Linked DNA regions of Sus scrofa: region 1 is linked to region 2. A link is a contact called in public HiChIP or PLAC-seq data. All regions are on one chromosome and are shown on one strand. Each heading gives the region's core, a stretch centred on a gene start, on an enhancer-like site or on the middle of the called end of the contact. The rest is flanking DNA. Distances are from core to core; before and after follow the strand shown. Region 1 holds the start of UBE2L6 (ubiquitin conjugating enzyme E2 L6). Region 2 holds the start of CTNND1 (catenin delta-1).

The links. HiChIP or PLAC-seq counts read pairs in DNA pulled down with a chosen protein or histone mark.
Region 1: an H3K27ac HiChIP or PLAC-seq map of alveolar macrophages shows a contact between it and region 2. The contact joins the promoter of UBE2L6 here to the promoter of CTNND1 in region 2. A contact is called at or near these places in 1 of 5 promoter capture datasets (fetal liver), 1 of 47 Hi-C or Micro-C datasets (embryonic fibroblasts) and 1 of 2 datasets of contacts at active chromatin or transcription factors (alveolar macrophages).

The regions. Positions count from the first base shown.
Region 1 is chr2:13,351,151-13,355,806 of Sscrofa11.1, reverse strand. UBE2L6 (ubiquitin conjugating enzyme E2 L6) reads right to left here and starts at 1,719. Exons shown (of 4, transcript NM_001246215.1): 1 at 1,693-1,719. The coding sequence starts at 1,719.
Region 2 is chr2:13,207,045-13,211,508 of Sscrofa11.1, reverse strand. It overlaps CTNND1 (catenin delta-1), which reads left to right and starts at 2,258. Exons shown (of 17, transcript XM_021083025.1): 1 at 2,258-2,524.

The DNA.
Region 1 (4,656 bases), core at 470-2,969, 140 kb before region 2:
TGTGCACCATCTAAACTTCTCTGCCCCTCCCCAACATACAAACACCCCCTTATCCCTGTTTCTTATCTTTCAGTCCATACGCCAACTCTGTTCACGCCAACAAACTGCATTTTGCACCTTCTGCTTGGAATCTATGACCCTTTCTTCATCTTCTATCCCAAACTAGAAGCATCTCTACTACAAGTCCTAGTTCCAGTATCACTTGTGACTCCTGAGCAAGAATGAACCCCCAGGTTAAACAGAGAAGCTCTGAAATGGTCAGTTTCCCAGCTTCACTAGAACTGGAAGCCCTTGGACTTGATCTGTTTTATATGAGTTCTGTTCAGACTTTCCCAAAGCCTGGGAATGTTGAAACCCAAGCTAGGACACACGCCTCTGTCCTGAGGTCTGTTAGGAAATCATCTGACTCAGAAGAATAGAAAACGAAAGTAGAAGAACCAGTGAAGGAACCTGTGGGTTGGAGCTCCACCAACCAGGGCTCCAGTCCAAGGTCCCTCCCTCGATCTCTATGGGGTGACCCAGGAGAGCCAAGTTATTCTCTCCAAGCCTCAGCTTCCTTATCTGGAAAATGGGGATATATGACTTAGCTCACAGGGATGCTGTGGGAATGAGCTGGAATAACTAATGTAAGCTGCCTGGCACTCATTTAACAGTGCCAGTGCAATAAATACTGGCTCCTCATTCTTTCCCATTTGGCTGGAAAGACCCTCTGGCCCATTTTGCTGCCAATCTCCAGATTTCAGTCCCTCTGTGCTGAGCCTGCTTTGAATGCCCTATCTGAGATCTTCTCAGAGGCTCAATCACCCACCTCAAGCCTGCCCCCTGCTCTGTACATAGGAGGGGAATTTCCAGGAGACTCAAAGCTTGAGGGGGTATCAGACCCACCTCACCAGAACTGCTCTAACCTTCTCAAACTGTCTCCAATCCCAGCCACAACCTGGGTTTTTCCCACTCATGGGGGAAACTGTCCCCTCTCCATCCTTCCAGAGGTCACTTCAAATGGCATCCCTGGTTGGAATGAAAGCTCAGTGAGGGCAGGATTTTGGTTCATCTCTGCCTCCAAAACAGGAGCCAGCACAGAGGAGGTTCAATAACATTTGCAGAACAAATAAACACACCGTCACCTACCCCAGGACATCGCCCTAGCATCTTTTCTTTCCCAGAACAGTCTGAGAACTTTGCTCCTGCCTCCTATTCAGCATCTCATACTTCTCGGGACTCTAACGTAGGTACCAAATTATAGGGCAGGCCATGGGCTACGCCAGGACAAGAACCTTGTCCTGGTTATCTCTGCTCAAAACGCACCCGCCACCACCTCCAGCTGAGGGCCTGTCTCCAAGAAGAAGCCAACGAAGCCTCCCCGCACCTGAGACGCACGCAATTGTTATCACAAGTTTCTGGGAGAAGAAATGAAACTGAAACCAATGGGGGGGGGGGCTCATTCCCATCCCCAGCACAGCTCAGGGAGCCAGCGACACCCCCGCTCGATATGCCCTCACCCCCCCAAACTCCAGCTCTGGCCCCTCTCGAAGATCCCTCTTCCTCTGGGGTGGGAGCGGAGATGGCAGGGATTCAGCCATCCCTGGTACCCAGACAAACAAACGCGCTCGCACTGCTAAGGGAGGGATGCAGGGAAGAGGGACTAGCAAGGCGAGGGGAGCCTTGAGAAAGGGTCATTCTACACGCGGTTACCTTTGCCACCCGCTTGCTCGCCGTCATCTCGGGACCAGTGTGGGCTCTGTCGGACTCCAGCGAGACTGTGCACCGGCCGGCGGACTCGGCGCTCCCCGCCCCGGGGACCCCACCTCCGGGAGCCCCGCCCACGCTCCTCTCCACCCGCGGGGACTCCGGGCTGGGCGGCCCTGCTTCCCACCGCCTCGGCAGAGCCTAGGAGGCCACGGAGGGGAGGACCCGCCCCGTCCCCGGCGCGGTGGGCTCGGATCCCCGGAACTCTAGCTCTTTTGTCGGCAGACAAGGCGGGCCTGGGAGCGCGCGGCGTTCCGGTTCCCGGCATACCACTGGGGGGCGCCGTGCACCCGGCCGCGAGTGCTCCCGGGCCGGGGTCCGCCCATCCGGGTTCTAATTTCAGCTCCTCCGCCGGAGGCCAAGCCGGGGTCTCCATCAGCTCCGTTAGCCCAGTCGCCGCAGCCGCCCCGAACACACACTCGCCCTAAGAAAATACAGGATGCGTGCTATGCAAACGCAGCTCCGCGACAGGTTGCTCGGGGGCCTCCACCGTCTGACCGCCGCCCTAAGCCTCTCGCGAATTCCAGGAGCCCCCCTGTGCAAACCACTTCCCCAAACCACTCTGGGCCCAATGCTCCATCTCTAAAAATTGGTGGGAGACGGCGTGGACTATAGCCTTTTCAAGGACCCCTCCCCTGGAGGCTTGTGTTCCTTTGTGCTGCCCAGCATTCGGCGGCGGAACTGCAAAGATGTTCCTCCCAAGTGACCGCTTGGTGAAAAGCACCGCAAGGGGGCGCTGTTGGACCCATTCACTTGCTTTAGGGCTTTGGTAGGTTTAATGTTTAAGTGCCTGCTCTGTGGAGGTTTGGGAGACAGTTGGGTAGTGGGGACCCCAAGATGGACTTCAGAGGCTTCCATTATTTTACCATCAGTCCACTACAAATTGCGGGCCTACTGTGTGCCCCAGTACACAACCAAGAGTCTCCACCCCTCTGTGTAAGGGCAGAAACACTTTCCCCTGGAGGAAGCTGAGGCCGCCTAGGAATAGCAGCCCCTGAGCCCTAGCAGCATCTGGAGAAGAATCTCTGGTAATAAGGAGACTCTGGGGAAACTGAACCCATCTTCCCCATCCCTTTCAATCCAGACGAAGGAAATCAGAAAATATTTTGTGCAGGTATTTTGAGTTTTGAGCACAGTTTAGGAAGTTTGTTTTGTTTTTGTTTTTTTGCTTTTTTAGAGCCGCACCCACGGCATATGAGGTCGAAGCTATCAAATGGACTACAGGGCGTGGGGGGTCGTGGGTAGTGGGGGACGTCGCTAGGCCAGGGGGTTCGACCCGCCGCCGTGGAAGGACCGCGGCGGAGCGTGGGGGCAGAGCGGCTCGGATCCGCGTTGCTGGGCTGCGTAGGCGTGGCTACAGCTCCGATTCACCCTAGCCTGGAACTCATATGCCGAAAAAAAAAAAAAAAAAAAAAAAAAAAAAAAAAAAAAAAAAAAAAAAAAAAAAAAACCTACAGTTGCTGGCCTAAGCCACACCCACAGCCACACCAGATCCAAGCCGTGTATGCAACCTGCACCACAGCTCTCGGCAACACCACATCCTTAACCCACTGAGCAAGGCCAGGATCAAACCTGTGTCGTCATGGATACTGGTCAGATTTGTTTCTGCTGAGCCAGGAGGGGAACTCCATCTCCTTCAGGTTTTAAGCTAAGCGCCTTGGAACCAAACTATTTCTCCTCTCAGATGTGGGATGTATTTGCAGAAAGATTAATTCTGTTTAATTCAATTCAATGAGCTTTAATGGGCATCTTCTATATGCCAGAAATGAATAGAACACTATCCACAATCCCATAAGGTAGGGAGAAAAAAAAAAAGGTAGATAGAGATGAAGGAACGGAGGCATTTGAACCCACCTCTAGTCATTCATCTCAGTTAATAAACATTTACTACTGAGTGCCAGGAACTGACTCTAGAAAACACCAGCATAAGGAGATGGGGTCCTTGGAGTTCCCAATGTGGCTCAGCGAATTAAGAACCCAACTGGTATCCACGAGGACACGGGTTTGATCCCTGGCTTCTCGCAGTAGGTTAAGGATCCGGCATTGCCGTGAGCTGTGGTGTAGGTCAGAGGTGAGGTACATATCTGGCATTGCTGTGGCTGTGGCTTAGGCCCACAGCTGTAGCTCCAATTGAACCCTTAGCCTGGGAACTCCCACAGGCTGCAGGTGCAGCCCTAGAAAGAAAATGTGGGGTCCTTTCACTTGAGAAAGCTCTCGAAATGTCAGGACAGAGAGAAAGAATGAAGCCCCTCCATGCATTTTTAATGCAGAGTAGTAAGCTTTAGGCTAGAGGCAGTCAACTGATTGCGTGGGAGCCTGGAAGGGGGGGGTCACTTGATCCAGCCTTAGAGAGGGGCAGAGACTTCCTGAAAGAGGTGTGTTGATCCAGGTGAATTGCAAGGCATGCTCAGTTAGCTAGAGTAAGAATTTGGGATGAGGATGTTCCAAGAAGAGAGAACAGCATGAATGAAGGTGCCGTGGCTGTGAAGATGAAAACTGAAAGAGGTTCCATAACATGGAGCAAAGTCTGCCCATCACTCTGGGGTTCTCCTTCCTTTCTCTCACAGAAAGACTCTGTCCCCGAAGTGAATTCGGGGTCTTGGATTTAGCCCAGGCTCCCCATCCTGGGATGGAGCTGAAACCCCCAGGCAGTAGAAAGACCCATATGCGTGGCCTTCAAGTCCGTACATGAGACAGACCTTCACGTGCCCAAGCGAGCCCCGTTGGACCTGGATTCTAGTCCCACATCTGCCCCCCAGTGCAGTCTGGCCACCTGCTCCCCAAGACCCCTGGGAGGCTAATTTCACAGAATTGGAGGAAGGCTGAAAATTGTTAAGTCCAAGATAGAAATCATCTGGATGGAATCCCATCTCCACTATCCTTGGCTGAATAACCTTGGCAAGTTACTTC
Region 2 (4,464 bases), core at 1,009-3,508:
ACCACAGCAGGAACTCCATCTGTTAAATGTATTTTTGTTTTTCTTTTTTTGGCCACTGCAAGGCATATAGCGTTCCCAGGCCAGGGAGCAGGTCTGAGCCACAGTTGCAACCTACGCTGCAGCTGTGACAACACTGGATCCTTAACCCGCTGTGCCAGGCTGGGGATCGAACCTTCGTCCCGTTCACCACAGTGGGAATCCTAAATGTATTCATATTCCATTCTAGTTTGTTTAAAGCCCACCAGATAAGTGCTGTGATGTCTGTTTGGTCTTCTAGCACTTCTGAGAGAAGTCCTTTTTGGTTACATTAGACCAAATATGAGGATCTACGAGACTGTAGACCATACGAGAGGGTGGATAATGATCAGATAAACCTGATTAGAAGGGGCATTTTCATGCCCAGGAGGAGTGGAATGTCAGTTAGATAGATAAGGAAAGGTCAGATTTTTTTTTTTTTTAAACCCACACCAAGTTGTAGCCTCTACACAGCTGGATCCTTAACTTGCTGCACCACATGGGAACTTCCCAGATTATGATTAATAAATGTTACTTTAATGTATAGAATGAATAAATATGGCATCTTGAAAACAGACAAGAAACTTGGCCTTTATCCTGACCACAGTGTAAGTAATGGAAAGAGCACAGGCTTTGGAGTCAGACCGAGGAGTTTAACTTCTTAGCCAGATGGGCTCAGGCAAGTTTCTTAACCTTGCTGAGCCTTGATTTTTCTCATCTGTAAAAAGGTGGTAATGCTCTCTCCATGGTGGTGTTTTAGAAGTTAGGGATAATGAATGCAAAGTGCCCTCACATGATAGATGCTTTATCATTGGTTGTAGTTACTGGGCAATGATGAGACACTGCCACTATTTTTGGGCAGGGTAGATACTGGTAGATACTCATTGAATTTATACTATATGGCATACATTGTTTTAAGAACTTTGTGTGTATTTTAATTACAACAGTCCTGTGAGATAGTTATTATCTCCATTTTATGGTTAAGAAACCGAGTCACAGAAAGGTTATATAACCTTTCCAAGGTCACAGAGGATATAGTACATTTACTTGAGTAAGTGTACTCACAGAGGAGGAAAATTTGAAGCCAGTCAGACTACAGAATCTATGCTCTTAACCCCTATTTTATTTATTTATTTATTTATTTTTGTCTTTGCCATTTCTTGGGCCACTCCCGCGGCATGTGGAGATTCCCAGGCTAGGGGTCGAATCGGAGCTATAGCCACCGGCCTACACCAGAGCCACAGCAATGCGGAATCTGAGCCGCGTCTGCAACCTACACCACAGCTCAGGGCAACGCCAGACCCTTAACCCACTGAGCAAGGCCAGGGATCGAACCCGCAACCTCATGGTTCCTAGTCGGATTCGTTAACCACTGCGCCACGATGAGAACTCCTATAATATAACTCTTAACTCAGAAAAAGAATACTTGTTTTTATCCTCTATTTAGGTCAAGCGTAAAAAGGGAATGGATGTCTTAAGCTTCAAGTTCACAAATAAATTGAATTTTCTAGACGTGAGACTTTCTTTTCCTTACACATGCTGTTATCTACTCTAAATATATTGCTTGTTTATGGGATATCATTTATTCTCCCACTCAATGCCACATTATTTTGATTTGGGGATAAATGAGAAGACTGATTTTCCTCAATAACCTAGAGGATTCAGTTTCCTTCTCATTGAAAGCATACACACTAAAAAGTATGAACAAGTCCAAGCATTTATTTTTTCCTAATCAGCCTAAATGCATTTAAACCAAAACAATGAAATTGAGTGTTTACCTCAGATATCCCCTACCATCCCATTCAAGACATTGTAGTCCTGTTTCTAGGATTTCTCTCTCCTTCCCTTCTTGTCTTCCTTTGGGAAAATGCTTTAGGGTAGAAAGCAACAAACTAAATAGCAGTAGGCAAATAAAATCAGCTTTTATTTGCTTCCCCACCCAAAAAGGAAGGAGTAAGAACCCCAGCATCAAAGAGAACTGACGCGCTTAGGCCCTGTCGTTTTAAAAAGCCCTTGTTCCCTAAGCCCCCTTCCCCTAACCCCCCAGCTCTGCAGTAATTCCTCAGAGATCGTACAGTCTCCACTTTAAATATAAATATATATAAAACTTCCCCCTGTCTCTTTTTCCCCTCCTCTCTCTCCTTTTTTTTTTTTTTAATTCCTATAATAAAGTTTCCTATTGGATAAAATCAGCTCCCTGATTTATGCCTGGCTCCGATTGGAAGTTCCCAGGGGCTGACATCACTTAGGAAAGCGAGGGGTAGGGCTGCCAGATCAGTTTGTCACCACCCAGGCTCCCTAGCCTTTGGCTGGGTGCAACTTCCATTTTAGGTGTTGGATCTGAGAGAAAAAAAAAGAGGGAGAGAGAGAAAGAAGAGCAGGAAAGACCCTGAAAGGAGGAAGAGGTGGCGAAAAATCAACTCCCTTGCTGGATTTGTCTTTCTCAGCACGTTGACGAAGGCTTGGGTTTCTTTCTTAGAGGACTGGTTTCTAGAAGTCCACATTTGAGGTGTGTGCCTTTTTAAAAATATGTGTATAGATGGGTGAAGGAGGATAAGCCAAGTCGAATTTTTGTCTTAAGGTAACCGGAGGGAATTTAGAAACAAGAGATTCTGTTACGCTGATGGGTAACTTTTAAGCGGTTATTAATTTTCCTCATTTGGGGAATTTTGGTATTATATTTGAAACAAAGTAAAATATTCAAGAACCAGGAACAAACTTCTGGGTCTCTCTAATATAGGGAGATGAATAGATTCGGAGGGGTGAGGGCAATTCTGTAAATTTGCATTTTGGTGTGTTCTTTTATTTCATATTTTTTTTCTAGGTTAGGCTAACAAACTTCTGTTTTCAGAGCCCAAACCAAAAGTTGGGTTTTTTGGCATGTTGCGTGTGGGTTGGGAAAGGAATTTGTCCGGGTCGGAAGCTAGTTATTCATGTTTTAAAACTTTTTTTTCCCTCCCTTTAATCATTGGATTTGTGAAAGTGGAAAGTTGCAGGGAGTTTTGCAGCTTAAATGGTGGTATTTTTTCCTCTGGAGTTTGAACAGCCCAGATCAGTTTCAGCCCTGCTGTTCCTGGGTGGATCCTTCTTTTACTTTTCCAGGTGCGGTGGGTGGGAGCCTCATTCTCCGGCTAGACTTAGCTCCCTGCTTTGCCTTATAAAAGAAAACAAATGGATCCATGGTAACTGAATCGCCATCTCCTTCCTTCTACAACTACCTTGATGGCAAAGGTTTGTGGAGGTGTAGGTTGAGTTGGCATGTACGATAACCCTTGGTTTCTGTGCTTAAAGGGATAAGGAAATTCTAATCATGCTTTTGCGTTCACCTGAGTAAAGTGGCGATACACATGAAAATATTTTGAGCTTTGTGCTCTCTGAAAGGGCCTTGGATTAAAATAATGATAGGCTAAGACTAAAATACCTATACCAACTTTAGTGTTTAGAAGGCATTTGAGAAAGCAAAAGGGGAATTCTTACTTTTAAACCAAACTGAAAGTTGTTTTTTGGAGGTGAGTTTTTCCTTTGGTTAATTAGCCATGAAATCAGAAATCTGTAAGAGCTGAAGGCTCATGACTGTGCTTTCATATCTTCTATTTAATCTTAAGATTAGTTTTTGTTTTGCAAATACATTCTTTCAAAAATACTGATTCTAGATAATTGTATAGCCAACTCATCAGTAACTGAAAACTGGATGTTTTCTTCCATCTTCTTTGAAAATGAGAATCAGTCTGAAAACTAACTGCAGTAGATACTGCCCTAATTGTAAAAAGATGGGCCTGTGTTAGCTGCTCATTAGCTTTAAACTGGTATGTATGTATAATAATCCTCTGATTTTGTGCCCCTCACCCCTCAATTCTTTTTAGACTAGAATACTTCCTTGGATTTCTTTTCCAGAACAAAAGTGTTTCTTGAAAGATGAGTTCATTCTTACAAGGTTGTGTCTTCAAGGGAAACAGAACTTTGTTTCTCCGTTTAATATAATTTATGCAAGAGCTACAGTAAGATTTTAATGTCTGTATAATTAGGAGTATCTCCTAATTATAGCAAGCGCAGTTACAAAGAAAAAAAGGACAATGTGTACAGTCCATTGGGCTGTAGTTCTTATTTCATTTCCAAATTTTCTTTCAAATGCTCTCTCTGCCTTGACGCCAGCCTAAGGGGGGTGGGGGGGTTCTTGGATCTTTGGAGGATTGGTCATGTTGCTGCCAGAGTGTTGGTTTCCCACTCAACCTTTAGGGGGAGGAATGAGGGAATTTGAAGGAGTACAAAGGCAGTTTGAAAATAGGTTCTGGCTGACTGAATGGTAGTAGTGCTTTGGGTCCAGCTTTAAATACTGGGCTTTGTGTAGCTGCAGTGAGCATTCTAGTTGACTAGCGACCAGGACTATTTCCACGAACTGAGGCATTGTTTTGACTGGGTGTGTACTACTGGAACCTTTTGGATGATAAG